Regions from separate parts of the Mus musculus genome. Here regions 2, 3, 4, 5 and 6 are each linked to region 1. The links are chromatin contacts, called in public HiCAR-type and HiChIP or PLAC-seq maps. All regions are on one chromosome and are shown on one strand. Each heading gives the region's core, a stretch centred on a gene start, on an enhancer-like site or on the middle of the called end of the contact. The rest is flanking DNA. Distances are from core to core; before and after follow the strand shown. Region 1 holds the start of Ralb (v-ral simian leukemia viral oncogene B). Region 2 holds the start of Cfap221 (cilia and flagella associated protein 221). Region 3 holds the start of Gli2 (GLI-Kruppel family member GLI2). Region 4 has its middle 21 kb from the start of Gli2. Region 5 has its middle 28 kb from the start of Gm41934. Region 6 has its middle 23 kb from the start of Gm28209.

Region 1 (3,389 bases), core at 638-3,137:
TTGGTTCCCAGGGCCCATGCAGGGCAGCTCACAACAGTTTGTAACTCCAGCTCCAGGGAATCCCAGCCACGCCCTCTTCTGGCTTCCAAGGGTTCCTGTCCCACACATATGCACACATAAAAATAAATCTAAAAAATACAAACATATATACAGATATTTGCATAGTCACATGTAAATAAAATTACAAGAATGCATACACATACACATATATACTCATACACTCATGCACACACACACACACATCACAGCTTCAGCAGGGGGGCATTTCATGGAATCCTAGAACCATGCCCACTCCCACACCTTAAACACTGCCTACTGGATTGGAAGCTGACAGTGGGGGTGGGCAGCCAACTCTTTCAGAGCTCAGAGAAGACAAAGGGCCTCCTCTAGACCACGGCACTAAGAAAATTCCAGAACCAGGCTGGGGATTTGGCTCTGCTGGTAGAGTTCTTGGGCATATAGGAAGCCCAGAGTTCCAGCCCCACCACTGCATGGACCAGGCATGGTAGAATACAGTTATCACAACACTCAAGGGGTAGAGGCAGGAACGTCACATGTTCAAGGTCACTCTAGCTATCTATCAAGTTCCAGGCCAGCCTGCGCTACAAAAGATCATGTCTCATACACACAAAGTTCCAAAACCAGGATCAACCTTGGCTCACACCTCCTTCTCAATATTCAGCACCTCCCTTTATGGCTCTCACAATTTCACCACCTCAATCCAGGCTTAAGCGGCGCCACTTTGACATGTTCTGAGACTTAACATGTAAGATTCTTGCTCTGATTAAAACTATCTTCACTTGGCACATCCAAAGCACACTCCCTGCCCCTCTGAGGATAAGCCTTGATCATTCAATAAACCCAAACTTAAGAAAGGTGGTTAGGAAATGAAAGCAGAGCCAGAGCGAGAGGATCTCTGTTCTTCAGGGATTGAAGGCAAGTGAGGGTAAGAACTATCAGTCCATTCCAGACCCTCTTCCAGAACACCCTGGTAACACCAATCCCTAGATTCCAGGATTCACTTGGAAATGAACTCTAGGAAAAAGGACCCTGCTGTGGGTGCCGCGCCCTCTGGGGACACTCAAGTCTGGGCCACAAGCAAGTCTGAGCCACGAGCTGACTTGGCTCAGAGAACCGGGTCAGGAAAACCCTTCAAGCCACGGTGCTTCTAAAAACCACCTTTGATGCTAGTCACACTCTGAAAGGCAACTGGAAGACAGAATCAAAAAGTAATTCACAACCAACAAATCCCTACAAACTTCTTGAACCCAGCTCCCAGGTCACCCAAAGTACAAGTTCCTACCTTTAAGAAAGAAGTTTGGGCAACATTTTATGGATCTGAAAGGGACGGAGGAAGTGGACCAACTCAGGAGGGAGGCCCGAAAAGGCAGGAAGTGGCCATTTGTGGAAAAAGGGAAGGACAGGCAGCAAGGGAAGAGAAACTGGGGCGCCTCCCCCATGTCCTCAGCACCCCCAGATCCGGCTGGGAGTCTCTCCGGCTTTCCCAAAAGACACCTTTCAAGCCAAGCGGGGCGCAGTCCGGGGCGTTGTCCTTCATGAGACGTGTCCCTCCCTCCCAACGTGGAACTAGGAGGCCTGCAATCGCGCGGAGAGCGTACTCACTTCCCTATCCTAGGGCGCACCCCTCGTCTGCGGTCCCCTGCGGGGCACAGCATCCTTACCTGGGGGAGCCGTCCCACCGCCGCTCTGGCTATGCGCACAACCAGAATCGCCGCTCTCACGAGCGCCCCGCCCCGTCCTGGGGCCGGACCCCAGCTGTCCCCAGTCGATTTGTCATTGAGGAGTGGTGAGCTCGCGCGTCCCCACCCCCCGGAGCGCGTTCCCGCTGTCCGCCCGGCAACCCTGTCCTCTCCAGAGGCAGCCCTCCCTTCCGTTCTCCGAGGCCACGCCTATTGACCAATCCGAAGAGGTACTTCCAAACCTTCACCAATGAGAAAACACATTGAGTGTGTGGGCGTGGCACCCACGGAACGGCCCCACCCATTCCCCCTTCCTTTCGGCTCCCCAGCCGGACTCGCGCACGTGACCGCTGCTGCAGTGGCAGAGCTTGGGAACTGGTCTGGGGACGCCGGGGCGTGGGCGGGTGCACTCCTGGGGAAGCCGGAGCCAGGCCAGAGTTGTGAAAAAGCCAAGAAAGACTGAGCTGATAGAAGCCAATGAGGAGGACTGTGTGGCCAAGTGTGGCCTGCGCCCTAGTGTGGAAGGTGATAAGCAGCTTTGAAGACCCTTGGTCAGGGACTGGAAACTCCAGGTGGCATCGCCTCTAGCTTCGCCCATGACACCCTACTAGTAAAGGAATTACAGCTATTAATTTGACCTAGGTCACAGGCCAGGTCAGGAACCCTAACCCTAGCTATAGCCAGCGGCAAGAACTACAAGCTGCAGGCTGCCCTTCATCACCCTCCTACGCTCAGGAGCTTATTTTCTTACGCGTTTTCGACTAGGGTTGATTTTCCCAGCTGAACATTAGCCACTTCTCACTGCCACAGTTGTGTGATACCCCACCCACCCGTACGAACTGGTGCTTTTCACTGTATGGTAATTAATAATTCAACGTTTGTTTCTGATCTTTAAGGAGGGAAACAGTGATAACCGTAGCCCGCACTGTGTAATTATTCTTGCTGATAATTCTAAACTAGGATACTTGTATATTATATCAGAGGCTTTTGTGCTTTGTTTAAATGGTTCCATACCAGCAACTAACAGACCTAGTCCTCCCACTGACAGCATAAGGAGAAGCCAAGTCTCCCTGGGCTAGCAGGTGGCTGGAGGGGTAAAGACACCCGCAGAGACAAGCCCCACAGCCTCAACAGACTTGGACCCCTGTAGACCCCTGGGAACCACATAATGGGAAGAGAAAACTGGCTCCCTCAAGTTGTCCTCTGATGTGCACTCCCTCTTCTCTCTCTCTCTCTCTCTCTCTCTCTCAACCTTCCTCCCTCTGCACACGCAAATTTAAAAGAAAGAAAAACTGCCAGGGCTCTTAAAAAAAAAGATTTATTTTATGTGCATGGGGGTTTCTTTCTCTTTTTGGGGGGTGGTGGTGGGAGGGGAGGGGTGGTCTTATTTTATTGTTTTTTGTTTTTTGTGTGAGACAGGGTTTCTCTGTGTGACTGCCCTGGCTGTCCTGGAATTCACTTTGTAGACCAGGCTGGCCTCAGACTCATAAAGATCTGCCTGTCTCTGCCTCCTAGTACTGGCATTGAAGGCATGCAACACCATGCCTGGCTATGTGCATGGTGTTTTACCTGCACTGAATCTATGTACACCACATGGGTGCTGAGTGCCTGCAAGAGAGGGTACGGATCCCCTGGAACTGGCATTACGGGTTCTGAACCATCGTATGGGTGTTGGGAACTGAACTTGGG
Region 2 (3,389 bases), core at 293-2,792, 490 kb after region 1:
GAAAACTGAGGCAGGAACTCAACTAGTCACATTAACACCTGCAGTCAAATGTAGAGAGAAACGAAAGCCCCCATGCTAGCTGTTGCCTTTGCTTCCTAGCTTTCTTCCGGAACTCTCACAACGTACAGAGCCTAGGGCATGGCGCTGCCCACAGAAGGCCAAGTTTTCTCACACCAATTAACAACCAACCCACATACCCAGAGGCCAATCTGATCTAGATAACTCCTCATTCAGACTCTTCCCAGATGATTCTAGATCTAGATAATTCTAGATTGACAGCTAAAAGTCTTCTTTTTGATATGTCTGCATATCACATTCACAGAGATGTGAACAAGGGTCCCTTGAACATATTGAGTGTTTGCAAGACACAGGCATTCATATGTCACCTTCTGGACCTGTCTGCTAATAGGAGGTGATAGAGGGGTGACAGAGCCTGGAGGTGGCTGTATCAGAGAGACCTGGGACATGCCTAGGACTCAGGGTCAAGGCTATTTTCAGTTGACAGTCGTTGGAAACTCCACTTTCCTCATAAACACCCATTCCCAGCCCCCTCTAACATTCTTTCTCAATTACTCTTTTAGACGTCATTTATTAACATTATTGCCTTGAAAGAGAACTTTACACATTCCACATTTTAAAAGCCTTTATTATTTTGTGGGGATGGTGGGGAGCAGAAAGTGCACGTGTGGAGGTCAGAGGACAACTATTCTGTGCAGTTGGTTGGCTCCTCCCACTCTTGTGTGGGTTGTGGAGATTGAACTCGGGTCATCCGGCTTGCAAAGCAAGCACATTCACCTATTGATCCGTCTCACTGGCTCCCAATCCCACACTTTCTATATCACCCACAACTCTTGACTCCTTCAAACAAGCCAGGGGCTGCTTGGGGAATCCCCTGAAGTTGAAGGTAAAATCAAGAATACACGTCTATGAGTTTTACTCTTTTTCCCTTGGAGAAGTTCCATAGCTTTCGAGAAGACACAAGAGAAAGTAGAGATACCCTGAGGTTGAGGTTGTCTGTACAGTAGCTGCGTAACAACTATTTCCAGAAATAAGTTGGGCTGTCTTCTCCCCAAGCGTCCGGTTGAATAGCAAAGGTTGCACAATCCTCAACACAGCCTAAGGAATCCGCTTAACACAGTCCTCCCCAGACCCCCTTCCCGGCCCTCTCTGCCTTCCAATACCTGCCCCAACTCCCCCCCCCACCCCCCCCCAACCCTGTTGCTCTTGGACCCATTGTGTTTCTGGTAGGGTCAAGTTGGACTGGGCCCCACCCTGGCTAATCCCCTCTTCTTTCATGCCAACTCATTCTAAAGTGGTAGGTAGAATGCAGGCTCATTCCTACCACCATCTTTTCTTTGGGTCTCACCTCGCCCCCACCCGGACCCGATCCCTAGATGAACATCTAGGAGATCTGCCTGGGGGTTCCCGCTGCTTTAGTAGCTTGGCGACCACCTTGGGACACTCGAGTCACAAATCTGAAGCCTCTTACCCTGCAGACGATAGTTCCGGGGCGGGCGCGCAGGAACCTACTCACAGCGTCGCCATGACAACGCGGACGCTTTCCCAAGATGTGCTGGGGGACGCGCCCAAACGGCCCGCAAACATGGGGGGAAGTTGGGCGGTTTCTATTCTGGGACGAGGGTTAACTTCTTTGGGTTCTGAACAGTATGCGGAGCCTGAGAAAGACCAGAGAGCGCCACTTACTATGTGGAAAACTAATGGATTCCCAGAGGAGCAGAGAAAGTTAGGGCACTTTGAGGGCTGGGCAGTCTGCCTGAGCAGCTCTGGGCAGGGCGCCGGCACAGTGGGCGGGACCTCCTGTCCAGGCTCCCCCTTTATCCCCTCCCAGTTTTACACTTTGATATATGATAAAGTTCGTACACCAGCAAAAGAAGCTCCCCTTCTCCCGCTGCAACCATGGTTAAATTTCAGCCAATTGAGTTTCGCTTGAACTTTCTACTATTTTGAAGAAATTTCCACATTCTCTTGCATATTTTTTTAAAAACTAGTTTATCTTTTATTTCTTCTTTGACAGTTTTGTACATGTAAACAATGTATCTCGATTATATGCACCCCAGCCTGGATCAAGAACCCTCAATCCAGCCCCTCCCCCGCCACACCATCTTCTCTTTTGTTAATAATCCACTGATTCCAGTTAGTGCCCCCTGCCGGAATGCTGACCTGACCTTGTGCAGGTCTGGCTCAGATAACCAGGGAGTTTACCATGCAATGGCACGTCATAGCCAGAAGACAGCATTTCATAGCACTCTTCCCTTCCTCTGGCTCTTCACTCTCCCCCTACCCCACCCCCCACTTCTTTGATTTTCCTTTAGCGTTGGGTTGATATGTTCTATATAAGCTGAGCATTCAATAGACATTTATTCTAAGCACTCTGCCTACTTATGAAACTGCATAAACCGGTGCCTAGTATGGAGAGCAACTTCTCTGGCCAAGCAAGGTAAAGGCTCTACTAATCCATGGTATAAGCATATGTATTTAGAAGGCTGTTTGGCAACATGTGGCTTAGCATCAGTAGTAGGTTCTTAGAGTGATGACCCAGCAGGCACCAGCTTTTGACTGGGTTCACAGCACCAGGCCTGAATTCCTCACTTGTGGACAAGACTTTAAGTTTAATCCAAAATCATTGGAAGTTTACAGCGTCCATTCAAAACTCTTTCCAGCTTTTCTTCTGGTCTCTCTTCGTCTGTATGACATGAAGCTTGACGTTATTTACAGGCATACGTGAGGAGACTGGACTATAGAGTCCAGACAGTGTCTAACTTCCTGTCTGCTGTCCACTTCTACACCTATGTGCTAGATGTAACCCTTTCCCCCACTGGAAAGTTCATTGTTTTTTGTTAATTTGGTTTGGTTCCCCTTTTCCCTCTCATCAACATTCCTGCCTATAAAACAACCTCATCTCGGGACCGGAAGGGTGGCTCAGTGGTTAAGTGTGCTTGCTTCCAAACCTCATGACCTTAGTTTGATCCTTAAATCCACCTGCCAGCTCTAACGCCCCTTCCCCCAGCATGGATCACAGGATGTTTCCATGCATGTATGTATATGTGTATTGTGCTGCATTTAAATGTGAACATAGCATTTTTCTTAGTGAAAACATATTTCCTATTATACATAGAAAGCACCCATATGGTAACATAGCAATTAGCAACAGGGTCTGTTGTCATATAAGGTCACTGTGTGTTGTCAACGTCCACTATCTCATAGCAGCTCGGGTTCTTGCAGGATCTGCTGCATCCAGGCCAAGCATAGATGCTTGATGAAGTCCAGGCTGGGCACATCATCTAACTCTGGCTCCTGAGACTCTAGCTCCTGGGAGAAGCCTGTAGACAGCTTTCTCTCTGGTAAGAAGGACAGACAGAGGGATGCTA
Region 3 (3,389 bases), core at 568-3,067, 450 kb before region 1:
GAAACGTTTACTTTCAAATTCTCCAACATCCCCCAGAGCCTCGTCTGCAAACAGCATATGAGCGTTTTACAACTGTTCCCTTTATCTGAAGCTGTGGGGATTAAACCTTTACACGCCCAGCGAGGGCGGAGGGGCAAGGGGCCCAGGACATCGTGCGGCCACCGAACAGCAAGATGAAGGATGCCCCAGCTGGGGAACAGAGAGGTACAGAACCCATCCCTTCCCAGTCTCTGAAGGATGAGACTACCAAGAGAAGTCTCTCCTACCCCTGCTCCAACTGGGATCGGCTCTGGGAATCACAGGACAGTTACACACACAGACACACACACAAAGCCTGGAAGGAGAGGCGCCCTGGGGGATCCCCACAAACTCCTTGCGTCTCTGTAGCCAGGTCACTCGAGGTGAAGCGCAAGGGCTCCATCCTTAGTGTCCTCAAGCTCTAAAAGTCAGGTTTCCTAGGAAATGAGAGCAATTGCTGCCGGGCTGAAAAGGAGCCCAGTTGGGTGGACTTCCAGCTCCCGGCGCGGCGGGAGCCCTCTCGAACTCACTCAAGCACACGGTCCCTCCCCCCACCCCCAATCCCGGAGGAAAAAAAACGCTCCCCTCTCTCTAAACCCTTAATAGGATTGGCGCCCAACTCTGTCCGCGCCGCTCCTCATCCATCACACACAGATCAAGTTGCAGTAGTGGATTTTTCAAATTCCTCAGCAAATATACTTGTTGAGAGATTGCTTGGGGGGTGTTAAGTGGGGGCTAGGATGAAAGCGAGGAGTAGGGGGAACCGATCCCTCGGCGAAGGATTACGCGTGGATCCATTCTGGAAGTCAAGGGGATCTGGAGACCTAGGATAAGAGAGAAAGGTAAGGAAGCCAGAACCGAGGTCCAGAGACTGGCGGCGGAGGGAAGGGGCAACAGGGTTCAACGAGAGGGAAAGAAGGAAGAAAGAAAAGACTGGCTCCTGGACGCGGACTCGCAGCGCGGAGAAGTAGAGTTGCAAGTTTCCAAGTGGCCGGCGGCGGTTGCAGCACACCGCACAGTCCCACAGGCGCGCTCCCAGCTGCCCATCTAAGGGAGCTTCGGCGCACCCCAGCCCCCACGTCGCCCCCAAACAGTTCCAGGCTCCAAGCGGTACCACCGGTCAAAGACCGGCCTACCCGAGCAACCCAAGAACAAGAAGCACTTCCCCTCAAGTGGAGGGCTGTGGTAATAAAATCGACCCCGGCCACGAGTTCTGATCCCCAAGATCCTCCTTAAGCCCTGCCGCTGCTGGACCAGGGCACTAATCAGGGTTGCCTTCTTTAGCCGGCCCCCCTAAAATCAGTGTCACGATCTCGATTCCGGTAAACGGATGAGAGACACTCCAAGACCGCCACAGCATCTCAGCCGAAGCTGGCCAGGCTAGGAAGTGCTTCGCCACCAAGAGTAAGGGGAGGAAAAAAAAAAAAAGAAAGAAAGAAAGAAAAGAAAAAAGGAAGGGTGGGAAGGCCAATGCAACTTTACCGAGGAGACAAAAGTTTGCCTCTAGCATGCAGGTGGCCTCTCGGGCGCCGGGCAGTGGTTGCAGGGCCCCATCCCAACTTGGCTGGAGTGGGGCTGCCGAGTGCGGGGGCTCCGGCTGCCGGGGCGGGGCTGGCCAGGCAGAGGAGGGGACCAAGGCGGGCGGGGGACTCGGGCAGTCCCTAAGGACACCAGGCCAGCAGCTCCGGGCGGCTGCGATGCTACGCACGACCCGTGCTCCTTCCTCTGGCTCCTCCTCGCCTTCCTCCGCGTCCTCTGTAGCCGCCGCCGCCGCCTCCCGCTCCTCCTCGAAGTCTCATTGATGAGAGGAGTTTGAAAAAAAGTCCGCGGAGCCGTGCTGCCTCGGCTGGCGAACGCCGGCACTCATGCAATCCATCAGCGTCTCTGGGATGGCGCAGCGCCCCCGCGCGCTGAGCTTGGGCAAACCCTGATCGTCGCGTCCTTAGCTTGCCCGCCCCGCCGCGTGCACCCTGCCTCTGAGGCTGGGGGTGGGGGGACACCACCCTGGAGGGGGATTGCCAGCGGGCGAACACAGACTCTCCCCCACCTCAGCTCCAGCAAGGAAAGCACCCCTTCGGAAAGTTCCAGCGGGGGACCAGAGAACCCAGGAGTTAGGGAGTGGGGGTGGGGGGTGACGACCCAGACGCCACTCTGGAGGAGAAGAGCTGGGACTATCGCAGATTCTTCCAACCCAGTTCGGAGGAAATAAAGCACCCCTACCAGAAAGTTCCAGCTACAGGAGCACACGCCAGTCTCAAACACTTTTTCTAAGGCGCCGGGTTGGGGGGTTGCTAACTCAAGTCAGATGAGCTCCGGAGCTCGGGCGCTGCGACTGCTGGTTTCAATATCTGAACTCCCCCTTTCTTCCCAACCCCCTCAGCCCTCCGCTGGTTGTTCCCAAAACTCCCGGATCCTCTGTGCGCCGTAGCAGAAGGAAGACACGTGGGTTGGGAAGCAAGACTGGATTCACGCAGGCCCTCGTCGCCCGGGCAGCTAGTGCAGGTGCCCGGGGTCCCAGGCGCCCCTCGCCATGGCTCGCTCACGCCGCCATCTGAGAGCACGCCGGCGACAAGTGACGCCAACCTTAGGCTTGCTGCTTATGTTTTGCAGTGAGAGGGGTCTTTCTTTCTTTCTTTCTTTCTTTCTTTCTTTCTTTCTTTCTTTCTTTCTTTCTTTTTCTTTTTCTTTTTCTTTTTTTTCTCTTTTTTTTTTAATCCCGGAGACTCCATTGAAGCTGCTGCAGCCAGATGGAAGTAATCAGAGGGAGAAGGAAGAATTAGGCTCACCGAAGTTGCAGGCCAAAGTGTAGATGAGGCTGTTCATGAAAGCATTTGCTTAAGTAGCCCCGGCTTTCCATACAGTCCAGAACTGTCCACTCCAAGAAGCAAGCAGGCAGCAAATGGCCGTGCCCTCCCAAGCCATGGGACTCAGCTTCCTCTCCTGGGCTCTGCTCTTAGAAAGCTGCCCGCGGGACTTCTTTATATTTCTTCCTGAGGTCTAGTTCCTTTGTATTGCTTAGCCTGCCATAGGGTATCCTCCTTTTAAAGGTGGAGTGACTGATGCCTGAGGACGCTTAGAAACTTGCCCACAATAATCTAAGGTCGGTCCATTTAAATAGAGGTGTCCTGTTGAGAATGTTGGTCACATCTCTTTCGAGCCCCTCCTTCTCAAAGCAAGAGAACCAAGCCTCCAGACCAATTCCACCCTGCCTTAGAGAAAGCTCCTTCTCAGCCCATGTTACTCACTGATTGGATCACTGTTGGTGGACGGCACAGTTTACACCGTGGGCTCTCCCTTAGCTTTATTTGTTTCTGCAAGTCAGTATCTATTTTATGAAATAGCCCAAGGCATTCCAAATGCTATGGATACTC
Region 4 (3,389 bases), core at 528-3,027, 430 kb before region 1:
CCCTTCTATGGGTTGGAGTCCAGGACCAAAGTTTAAAAGTGGGAGCTAAGCACCCACATTTACTTCCCTGCTTCTTACTTTCAGATGCACTGTGGTCAGCTGCCTTGTTCTCCTGTGCCAGGATGGACTGAAACCTCCAACTGAGAGCCAAAGGACCCTTCCTTCTTTCCTTCCTTCCTTTCTTCCTTCCTTCCTTCCTTCCTTCCTTCCTTCCTTCCTCAAGTTGCTCTTCTTGTCATTTTGTCACAGTAGCAAATAAAGTACCTGTGACCTGCTGGTATTTTTCATACGTACAGAGATTAAGCAAACACAGTATCTTAATCAGGAAGATATCTTAAACTGTCTTTCCTCCAAGAAGCCCTCCTGGACAAGAACAAACCTTCTAGTGGCTTGACGGACACCCTCTACCAAAGATGCTGTCATCACATGGCTCCCTGACACACTCAACTGCATTTGAAGATCTCTTGATGTGTCTTTCTGTTGGCTTCCTGACTTCAAGACAGGAAACATGCCATAGTCCTCCCCCTCCTCCTCCCCTTTCTCCTCCTCTTTTCCCTTCTTTTTTCCTTTTCTTTTCTGACAGAGTCTCACATAGCACAGGCTATGTGACTTGCTATGTAGCCAAGGATGACCCTGAACTTCTGATCCTCGTGTCTCCACCTCCAGAACACGGAGATTACAGATCTGGACCACCAGGCTTAGTTTACGAATCTGGGTGTGCTGGGCCAGCATGCTACCACCTGAGCCACACCCTCAGCCCCACTTAGTTCTTTGTTTCGTTTTGGTCAGGTGATCTTCTCTACACATATTTTCTCTTGTTGCTTCTTAACCAGCTCCACTGCTGAAGTCATCTATGGTATCACGAAGGCGGCAGATGGCAGCCATCCACAATTGCAGCCCAAGGCTGGGCAGTACCCAGGATCTCCTTGATGTTCTAAAAAGTCCCGTGGCAGACAAAGTTTGGAGCTGTGACGAAAGGATGGGCCATCTAGAGACTGCCATATCCGAGGATCCATCCCATAATCAGCTTCCAAACGCTGACACCATTGCACACACTAGCAAGATTTTGCTGAAAGGACCCAGATATAGCTGTCTCTTGTGAGACTATGCCGCGGCCTAGCAAACACAGAAGTGGATGCTCACAGTCAGCTATTGGATGGATCACAGGGGCCCCAATGGAGGAGCTAGAGAAAGTAATCAAGGAGCTAAAGGGATCTACAACCCTATAGGTGGAACAACAATATGAACTAACCAGTACCCCGGAGCTCTTGTCTCTAGCTGCATATGCATCAAAAGATGGCCTAGTCGGCCATCACTGGGAAGAGAGGCCCATTGGACACGCAAACTTTATATGCCCCAGTACAGGGGAACGCCAGGGCCATAAAGTGGGAGTGGGTGGGTAGGGGAGTGGGGGGGAGGGTATGGGGGACTTTTGGGATAGCATTGGAAATGTAAATGAGGAAAATACCTAATAAAAATATTTTTTAAAAATGTCCTGTGGCTAAAGGACGGTGCAGCATCAGCTGGGCACTGTGGACAATCTCACCAAAAGTGCTATTTTCATTGTCTAATGGTTCTCTGCACCTTTCTTTCTGATGACCCGGGTAGAGGCAGACGATACTGCTCTGTCTGGGTCTGTCTGGGTCTGTCTGCTCTGGGTTGTCAATTACACATCATCAGACCTTTCCAGTCACTGGTTACCTTAGAGATGTTATCTCCCTCTCCCAGCTTAGGGTGATGACTCCCTCTCTTTACCCCTTCTCCACTAGGGGGCCCCATCTCTGCTTTCTCCTTCCCGGGTCAGCTGAAGTATTTGCCACTCCTTCCAGGAAGTCCCTGCCTCTAAAATGTCCTTCCCACCTTCCTTCTCAGAGAAGCCCCATGCCATTGAGCATACAGTTCCAAAACTTCCTTCTTCCTCAAAAGCTTTCCTTGGTGGCAATTCCACAGTAAGGCTATATACTTGCTGCTGCATCGCGTTTGACGAATCTGCTGGGGAGAGGTATTTAGGGTGTGTCTGTGTTTAGCCATACAGACACTTGCAAAGAACGTACTTTTCTGTGTAAATGAGGTCTCAGTCTGTAGCACAAGCTGGACTGGAACTCACTAACAACAACCTTCCTGCCTCAGCCTCCCGAGGGCTGGGGTTTCACAGCTACAGTACCATGGCTGCAAGACCATTCTTGGGTGCACAGATGTGGTAAGATAGTTCAGGACAGGACCTGAAGGTGGAGGCGTTGCTGGGTCGGATACCACAGGCAGGGGTTAATTTAGAAAAGCTGGCCCAGAACTGAGGGTGTGGCTCAGCTAGTGGGTCTCACCTAGCGAGCAGGAGGCCACAGACTAACTGACTGTGGCTGCGGTGCACTCCGGGAATCTTGGTATTTAGGAGGTGGAGTCAGGAGGATCGCAAGTTCAAGGTCAGACCTAGATCGAACTGAGGCCACCCTCTGCTACCTGAACAAGACAGAAAGGATGGAAAGAAGAGGAGGGGGAGGGGGAAAGGGGAGAGGAGGAGGAGGAGGAGGAGGGGGAGGAGGAGGAGGAGGAGGAGGAGGAGGAGGAGGAGGAGGAGGAGGAGGAGGAGGAGGAGACCTCAGGCAGAGAGCGCAATAAATAGGTTGGTGAGAGGGTGCTTCAAGTTAAAGCCAGAGTGAGGATGGAAAGTCGGTCCCCAGTGTCTTACAGCCAGCCCTGCCCCCTCCTTCCCTCTTCCTCTTGCTGGAACTCTTAGATCTTCCCAGATCCAGAAAGCCTTGTGGGGGGGGGCACACCCAAGATAGGGATTTGAGGGGAGGGGGACCCAAAGCCATTAGTGCTTAATTAAAAACCCTTTGTCTTGCTGACAGACCTGCAGGATTTCCTACCATGCAAACCTCAGATGTGCTCTGTCCTTTGGGGTGACACTGGTTGAGGCAGGTGCCCAGAGAATTCAAAAGATGGTAGGTGGGGGAGCTGAGGTCTCCGCATAACAAAACCTTGGCTTTTAAGGACCAACACTGGGGTATTTTCTAACCTCACTTATTCATTCCTTACTACAGCCCTTCCTACAGTGTTTTGTCTTGCTTAGTTTTTAAACTTAAAATTTGTAATATCTATCTATCTATCTATCTATCTATCTATCTATCTATCTATCTATCTACTTATTGTGTGGTTTGATGCATGCCATGACGCATGCGCAGAGGTCAAAAGACAACTTGTGGGATCTGGTTCTCTCCACCCCGTGAATTTCACAAATCAAACTCAGGTTGCCAGCCTTGGCAGCAAGCCCCTTCCCCTCTGACCCATCTTGCCCACCATCTTTGTTTTTAAGCTAGGATCACGTGTAGTTCAAGCAGGTATCAGACTCACTGTGTAGCAAGGGTGACCTTGAACTTATGATCCTCCTG
Region 5 (3,389 bases), core at 294-2,793, 410 kb before region 1:
CACACACCTCCAAAAAGCTGGTCATGCTGTAGCTGGCGTGGCAACTACTCCGGGTTAAAAACAGGAGGATATCAGCTTGAGGTCAGCTTTGGCTACCCAGAGAACTCCCCTTTCAGAAATAAAGCTTAGGTCTGTGCAGGAGGTTGAAGCAAGCAGGCCGGGTTCTGGGGGCCTGAGGGCTCTGCCAGGCCTGTGGCTGTGGACCCAGCTCACTGCTGATGGAGTCAAAGGGCATTGTGGATGAGTGTGTCCCCTCTGAGGAGGGACTGTGGATTCCTACAGAGGTGGCTGGAGCAGGACTGGGGCTCTGCTAAAACCATCTCAGGCTATTCAGTTTGGGATTAGAGAGGAGAGCAACAGGCAGCCAGTCCCAGGTGCCCCTGACCCTGCAATGTCATTGCTCAGACAGGAAGTGGGCAGAGTGACACCCTCAGCTCAGCAGTTCGGCTGGACGGACTTGAGGCTGCCTAGACTTCAGACCATAGCCCAGGGCAGCTAGGGTGTGTGCAGAGGAAAGAGAAACGGCAGCTTCCTGTCCTCACACCAGTATCCAAACTCAGGACAGAGTCCAAGGACTCCACTCAAGACAGCATCGGGCTCTTTTCCTGTCTCTTAAACATGATACTTAAGCTATAGGCAGCCAGTGTACAGACGTCATGGTGGGCTCAGGGATTCTGGGATGTCACTTCCACTCTCTCTGTCCTTCCTCCCCCTTCTCCCCTCACACCTTTCCTTGCCCTCCTCTCTCTTCTCTCACCCTCTCTCCTTCCTTCCAATCTTTCATTTCCTCCCTCCTTCCTTTCCCAACATATAGGAACCCTCCCTCAGTGCCTGGCCTTGCCTGGGGTGTGGACAGAATGATGGGAGACAAGCAAGTGGGTATGCATGGGGCGTGTGTGTGTGTGTGTGTGTGTGTGTGTGTGTGCGCGCGTGCGCGCGCGCTAAGGCAAAGCAAGTCTGGGCTGGAGCATGAAGCTTAAGTCAGGGAACGTTGGGAAGGGCAGGCAGGAGGGCCGGGCCCCAGCTGGGGAGGCCATGCTGGTAAGCTTCCCTCTGAGGTTCAAGTTTAAGGTCCTCTTTGAGGCAGATGAGGATTGATATGGAGGAAGCAGAGCTCTGAGTTCCTGTCCGGTTCTCTACCTCTGTTCCCTATGGTCCTGGGTAGTGATCTTCCCAGGTATAAAATGGGACCAAAGACACCCACGTGTGAGCAGGGGCTGGGGAACTGAGGTGGAGCCACCTGCCTATAGATGCCAGGCTGCAGTTGGTGAAATGCCCCTCACCTCCTTGGTTCCAGTAAGGGCAGGGAGAGGAACCCAGGGTCTGCTCTTGAGCCCAAAGAGCAGGCTCTCCAGCTCCCCAGGTTGGTCCCCAGGCAGCCTGGCTCAGAGCCTCACTTTCTCAGGAAGGCCAAGTTACCGAAACAGATAAATCAATCTGTCAAGATCAGCCTTGGAGAAAGACTCTCTCAGCTACCTCAGCCAAGAAGCTCAAAGGGGAATTGTTCCCGGAGCCCGAGGAGGAAACAACAGATAGTTCTTCGCAGCTCTTCGCCTGCGGCCTTGCTGCCCAGCCCCCCTCCTCCCTTCCCTGGGCTGTAGAGAACACCTGTGCACCGGGGATCAGCCAGGGACAGCACCGCCTCTCCTTCTGGCTCCCAGGGCAGTGCCCAGCCCAGAGCCACCGTTGTGAGAGAAGGGCAGAGCCACTGTTTGGCTCCTGTCCTGGTTTTGCCTGGAGACCTTCTCTGGCCCCCGTGTGTTTGGTGGCCCTTGGCATTAGGAGGGTCACACGGCTGGAGGTGGGGCTGGCAAGCAAACGCCCATCTGGACAGACTCCTGTTCCGAGCTTGAGGTTTGGAAGGGATGGGGACCAGAGAGGCTGAAGACAAGCCGAGACTAGGGAGTAAGGAGCCCAAGGGGTCAATCAGTCCTCCAGTGCTCCCTAAAGAAAAAGGTTGAGGATGGCTTGTTTCTGAGGGCAGGGGGGACTCCAATCTGGAATCACAGCCAGCTCTGCCACTTGGCAGCTGGTGACATTGGGGCAAGTCATTTGTCTTCTCTGATAATCCCTTTCTTCACCTGGAGGCTTGGTGTTTGATGGGGTCTTCTGGTGAAAACAGAAGGTCTTGACCTGGGGGTCTCATGCTGGGAGCACTGACTGCAACAAGCAGCCATGTTGTTTCCTTGTCACGGAACGGGAAGATTCTACACAGTCACTTGACATCCATTTTCTCAATCTTGGAGGGGGGTATCATAGGGCAACTGAGGCTCCCAGTTTGCTATTTGGGTCTAAAGCTGTGTTACAGGAGTTTAGGGGGCCCCAAAGCTAGTGTGGATATATGTGTGTTCCCACGCATGTGCACATGCTTGTATAATGTATTCACATGTATGTGGGGGTGTATGTGTTCTTGTCTGTGCTGGAGCTGGAGGCGAACACCAGGTTCCTTTGCTATCACACTCTGTCTTATTCTCTTAGGATAAGGTCTCCTACTGAACTTGGAGCTAGGTTGGTAGCCAGCAAACTCCAAAGGTCTTCTAGTCTCTGCATCTTCCAAGTGCTTGGGTAACAGGTACACGGGGCCATGCCCAGCCTTTTACATTGGTTGAGGGAGCACAACTCAGGCAAGGAAGCCTGCCTACTGAGCTATCTCCTGAGCCTGCTATTCCTCAGTCTGCTCCACGTTGCAAACACAAAATGGGGAGGTCCAGTCAGAGGAGACAGGTAGGTGGGACCTGAGCCCAGACCCCAGCACATGTCTCTCTTGCCCTTGTGATGCTAGAGTGGCTGGCTGATCACAGCTTTAAGAAAAGAGACTATGGCCAGAAGCAGAGGAGGGGAGGGGGGAACATCAGAAAGAAGTATTCCCAGAACTGATAGGCAGGGGGAAGGAGCTCAGGGCACACCTGGGTCTGCGAGGTGCGGGACTGACTACCCAGCAGGTTGCCATGCTCCCAGAGGCTCCAGGAAAAGGGTTCCTGGGAGAAGAAAGACATTCAGTGAAAACTGGAAAAAGTGCCCTGGAGAGGCCGAGTGGTACTGTGGACTGTAGAATACTTGAGTCAGAGGGTCCAAGGGTCCTCACAGAGCCTGCAGAAGAGGCAGTCAGGGACATGGATCGGCCATCTAGAAACACACACAAGTGCATGCCCTCCTGCATACACACATTCACACATGTGCATACACACTCAAGTGTACACACACATATGCACATAATGCATGCTCACACATGCACACACACATGCACACACACACATGTGCACACACACTCGCACGCATGCACAAAGCTACATCTGCTGAAAGGGGACACGTGAAAGATGATAGTACAGTGTCGCCAGCCTGGGAGTGTCAGGATAACGTCATTGAGGTGAGGGGGGCCTTGGGGTGCG
Region 6 (3,389 bases), core at 431-2,930, 370 kb after region 1:
GAAGAAGAATACATCCTGGATTCTAAATAGCAAAAATCCAAACACACTGTTGGGATGCTGGCTTATTTGTGAGTTAGGGAATGTCTGCTGTAAACTGTTTTATTTTGCATGACAAGAAAAACAAACTAGGCTTTTTGGTTGTGCTATTTGGGGTGTCTGTTTAAAATAAGACCGAAGGGAGGCTGTCTGCCCTTTGTCCATTGGAAAGGCATCAACTTTGGAATCATTAACTTATAGGAGGCCTAGGGATGCGCCCAGTTGGTAAAATGCACGCCTCACATGTCTGAGGGCCTGGGTTTGAGTGCCAGCACTGCAGCGCTCTAGAGGTAGATGCAGGGGGATCAACACCTCATCCCTGAGCTACACAGTGAGCTCCAGGCCATCTGAGGCTAGTGATAAAAAACAAACACAAAACCATTTCAGAGAGTCTGAGGATAACTATGCCATCTTAGCTAGGCTTTTCTATTGCTGTCATAAGATACCATGACCGTAAGCAACTTGGGGAGAAAAAAAGATTCACTTCATCTTATAGATTGCAGACCATCATCCAGGGAAGTCAGGGCAGGAACTCAAAGCAGGAACAAGGAGGCAGGAACTGATATAGAAGCCATAGAGGAGTCACTGCCTACGGTGAGCTCAGTCCTCCAACATCAGTCATCAATCAAGAAAATGCACCATAGACTTGCATGCACACGCGCGCACACCCACACCCACACCCACACCCACATATTTATGTATATATGTGTGTGTGTACATATATATATATATATATAATGTATGACCTGGAGCTGGGTAAATGGCTCATCAGGTAAAGTACAGGCTTGAAACAGTATGAAGACCTGATCCCCAACAGCCATGGAAAAGTGGATGTGGCCACACATCAGTCGCTCCAGCACCCAGGGAAGAGACAGGTGGATTCCTGGATCTCTCTGGTTAGCAAGTCTATCAACTGGTGAGTAAACCTGTTCAGTGAAAGACCCTGTCTCATAAAATAAGGTGGAGAGCAACTGAGAAAGATACAGGAAGTAAATGTCTGGCTCCACGTGCCCACGTGCTCATGAGCTCACATGCACTCTTGCTTGCACTCTCTGTCTTTCTCCCTTGCCCTTTTATTCTCCCTCCACCCCCCAAAGACACACACACACACATCGCATCCCCACACCCCCTCAAACGCACACATGCATATACATATAGGCCAGCTCTAGCCTTAGCCCTCCCCTATGCCAGGCTTATGACCTTGGATGTGCCACTTTAGTCCTCTGGGCATCTACGTCTCAGTCAGGAAAAATTCAGCAGTGATCCTAGAAAACCCTCGCAGATTCTAAGAATCACAGAGACCTTCGGGTGCAGAGTTACAAATAAGAGGTCTGCTTGGGACCCCCCACTACTTTCTTCCAAGTCCCTCTGTCAGCTTTTAGAAGAAATATCTCCTCAGTGGTGTTTTTGAGCTATGGCAGAAGGCAAAAAGGAAAAGTCAGGTTCTTTGGGGTGAAATGGAGCATTTAATGATGGATAAGCAGAAAGATGCGTGATAGGCCTTTCTCTTGTGTTGGGTGTTTGGCTAATCTATCAGAAAATCCTGGCATGCTAGTGACAACCCACACTGAAAAGGGCGGAACTTGGCTCCCCTGCCCTTCCAGCTGTAAGAGCTTGGAAGAGAAGCTATGGGGAAAGCGTCTTTCATTTCCCTCTGGAAGCTGGGGGAACGCTCGGCTTAGCATTTGCCAACTGTGCAATGTGGGCTGCCTTCTAAAAGAGGCCTTTTTTGTGGACATCTTTTAGGCCACAGTACCCCGTTGGCATTCATGGCCCCTTGGAACAAGGCCTGCTGGAAAGTCTGGTACGAACTGCACCAGCATGGTAAGAAACTCACTTGCTAATGGAGGAAAGGCTTCAATGCGTCCTCAGGGTCCGTAGTTAAGCTAAGATCTCATTTGCCTTCATGCTTGTTTTCCCTCCATCTCTCTCTACAAGTGTAGCGTATACCATGGACACTTAGAACCAGTACACCGAGAAAACAAAACCAAAAGGAGATAAAGAGAACCAAGAAAACAGGAAGAGAAAATCAAAATCAAAGAGGACCACAGCTGTGTGGAAATGAAGGTCACACACTTGTGATAGTTGAAATTCAGATTCAGTGTCTGAAAATACTGCTAGCATCAAAGCAAGAATGGGCTATGCTGTTTTTCCAATGCTTCTTAGTATTAGGGAGGAGAAAAGAGTCTGATAACTCAGAGGACTACTCGTTTGGCCATACTTTCAGTATCTATTAAATGCTCACCACACACAAAGGACTATCAGAGATGAAGGGCTACAGGCCACTTGCTGAAGCTCGGCAGAGCCTGGGGAAGACAGTACACCTGCATACTCACTGTGTGTCAAACACTGTGCCTTTAGATGTGTGCCCGTTGTGTGCATGCACCCTGTACACTTAAGTTATGTCTGTGTTATGTCAGACGCTATGCTTGCCTATGCGTGTTTGTGTGTGTTTATGTGCATGGATGTGCTTGTTTGTACATATGCAGGTGCGCCTGCACAGGGACACCAGAGGACAACCTCAGCTGTTGTTCCTTAGGTGCCAACTACCTTTTGGGTTTTAATCTTTGAAAAAAAAATATGAGGGCCTGGAGAGATGGCTCAGCAGTCTAGAGCACTTACTGCTCTTATACAGGACCCAAGTTGGACCCCCAGCATCCACATCAGGCAACTTGTAACTCTGTATGCAGGGGGTCCTCGAGCATCTGCAAGCCTGTGGTACACATAAACTCATGCAGCAAGCACACATACACATACAGACGGATAAAGACACCTTTTAAAAAGATTTCATTACATTTATTTGTTTATTTATTTACTGTGTCATGGTGTGTTTGTGTATGTGTGTGTGTATGTGTGTGTATGTTTGTGTGTGAGTGTGTGTGTGTGTGAGAGAGTCTGTGTGTGTGAGTGTGTGTGTGTCTGTGTCATGGTGTGTATGTGTGTGTGTGTCTGTGTGTGAGTGTGTGTGTGAGAGTGTGTGTGTGTGTGTGTATGTGTGTGTATGAGTGTTTGTGTGAGAGTGTGTGTGTGTATGTATGTGTGTGAGTGTGTGTGTGAGTGTGTGTGTGTGCAGTTCAGAGGAACAATCTGTAGGACCTTTATTTGCCTAATCATCTCATCACACCTACTTTGGGTTTTTTTGGAGACAGTTTTTCACTAGCCTAGAACACACCAAGTAGGCTAGGTTAGTGAGTTCCAGGGATACACATGTCTCTGCCTCTCTAGGTCTGTAATTACAAGCCTGAGCCACCACACCCAGCCATTTTTATGTGGATTCTGGGGATTGAACTTGGGTCTTTGTGCTTATAAGGCCAGCTCTTCACCAAACAAGCCATCTCAGCCTGACACTATGG

What was found. HiCAR-type assays count read pairs that join an accessible place to other places. HiChIP or PLAC-seq counts read pairs in DNA pulled down with a chosen protein or histone mark.
Region 2: a HiCAR-type map of astrocytes shows a contact between it and region 1, with 3 times the contacts expected there. The contact joins the promoter of Cfap221 here to the promoter of Ralb in region 1. A contact is called at or near these places in 2 of 39 promoter capture datasets (embryonic stem cells and hippocampal neurons) and 4 of 115 datasets of contacts at active chromatin or transcription factors (astrocytes, embryonic forebrain, embryonic midbrain and 1 more).
Region 3: an H3K4me3 HiChIP or PLAC-seq map of embryonic stem cells shows a contact between it and region 1, with 6 times the contacts expected there. The contact joins the promoter of Gli2 here to the promoter of Ralb in region 1. A contact is called at or near these places in 2 of 39 promoter capture datasets (the SN4741 cell line and embryonic stem cells), 7 of 115 datasets of contacts at active chromatin or transcription factors (astrocytes, embryonic stem cells, fibro-adipogenic progenitors and 1 more) and 1 of 9 other capture datasets (adipose tissue).
Region 4: an H3K4me3 HiChIP or PLAC-seq map of embryonic stem cells shows a contact between it and region 1, with 8 times the contacts expected there. The contact joins the enhancer-like site here to the promoter of Ralb in region 1. A contact is called at or near these places in 9 of 39 promoter capture datasets (the 3T3-L1 cell line, 3T3-L1-derived adipocytes, the SN4741 cell line and 4 more), 1 of 484 Hi-C or Micro-C datasets (embryonic stem cells), 19 of 115 datasets of contacts at active chromatin or transcription factors (differentiating embryonic stem cells, embryonic forebrain, embryonic hindbrain and 8 more) and 1 of 9 other capture datasets (embryonic stem cells).
Region 5: an H3K4me3 HiChIP or PLAC-seq map of stem cell-derived neural progenitor cells shows a contact between it and region 1, with 15 read pairs. The contact joins the enhancer-like site here to the promoter of Ralb in region 1. A contact is called at or near these places in 9 of 39 promoter capture datasets (the 3T3-L1 cell line, 3T3-L1-derived adipocytes, frontonasal cranial neural crest and 4 more), 1 of 15 datasets of contacts at CTCF or cohesin (large pre-B cells), 1 of 484 Hi-C or Micro-C datasets (embryonic stem cells), 25 of 115 datasets of contacts at active chromatin or transcription factors (the NIH/3T3 cell line, astrocytes, differentiating embryonic stem cells and 12 more) and 2 of 9 other capture datasets (adipose tissue and embryonic stem cells).
Region 6: a contact with region 1 is called in an H3K4me3 HiChIP or PLAC-seq map of forebrain, with 5 times the contacts expected there. The contact joins the enhancer-like site here to the promoter of Ralb in region 1. A contact is called at or near these places in 1 of 39 promoter capture datasets (pre-B cells), 4 of 115 datasets of contacts at active chromatin or transcription factors (embryonic limb bud, embryonic stem cells, forebrain and 1 more) and 1 of 9 other capture datasets (embryonic stem cells).

What each region holds. Positions count from the first base shown.
Region 1 is chr1:119,502,895-119,506,283 of GRCm38.p6, forward strand. It overlaps Ralb (v-ral simian leukemia viral oncogene B), which reads right to left and starts at 1,888. Exons shown (of 5, transcript NM_022327.5): 1 at 1,683-1,888.
Region 2 is chr1:119,995,690-119,999,078 of GRCm38.p6, forward strand. Cfap221 (cilia and flagella associated protein 221) reads right to left here and starts at 1,543. Exons shown (of 24, transcript NM_001115074.2): 1 at 1,490-1,543. Gm33817 (a long non-coding RNA gene) reads left to right here and starts at 1,549. Exons shown (of 3, transcript XR_387317.4): 1 at 1,549-2,458; 2 at 3,244-3,362.
Region 3 is chr1:119,051,802-119,055,190 of GRCm38.p6, forward strand. Gli2 (GLI-Kruppel family member GLI2) reads right to left here and starts at 1,818. Exons shown (of 14, transcript NM_001081125.1): 1 at 1,501-1,818.
Region 4 is chr1:119,073,319-119,076,707 of GRCm38.p6, forward strand. No RefSeq gene overlaps it. Among named protein-coding and RNA genes, the nearest start is that of Gli2, 21 kb to the left of the region's middle. Within about 2 kb of position 1,778, at least 12 of the 459 cell types and tissues checked have an H3K27ac peak or open chromatin away from gene starts, as enhancers often do. A contact at or near this core is called in differentiating embryonic stem cells and embryonic stem cells, where this site is marked.
Region 5 is chr1:119,096,643-119,100,031 of GRCm38.p6, forward strand. No RefSeq gene overlaps it. Among named protein-coding and RNA genes, the nearest start is that of Gm41934, 28 kb to the right of the region's middle. Within about 2 kb of position 1,544, at least 12 of the 459 cell types and tissues checked have an H3K27ac peak or open chromatin away from gene starts, as enhancers often do. A contact at or near this core is called in stem cell-derived neural progenitor cells, where this site is marked.
Region 6 is chr1:119,877,416-119,880,804 of GRCm38.p6, forward strand. No RefSeq gene overlaps it. Among named protein-coding and RNA genes, the nearest start is that of Gm28209, 23 kb to the right of the region's middle. Within about 2 kb of position 1,681, at least 55 of the 459 cell types and tissues checked have an H3K27ac peak or open chromatin away from gene starts, as enhancers often do. A contact at or near this core is called in forebrain, where this site is marked.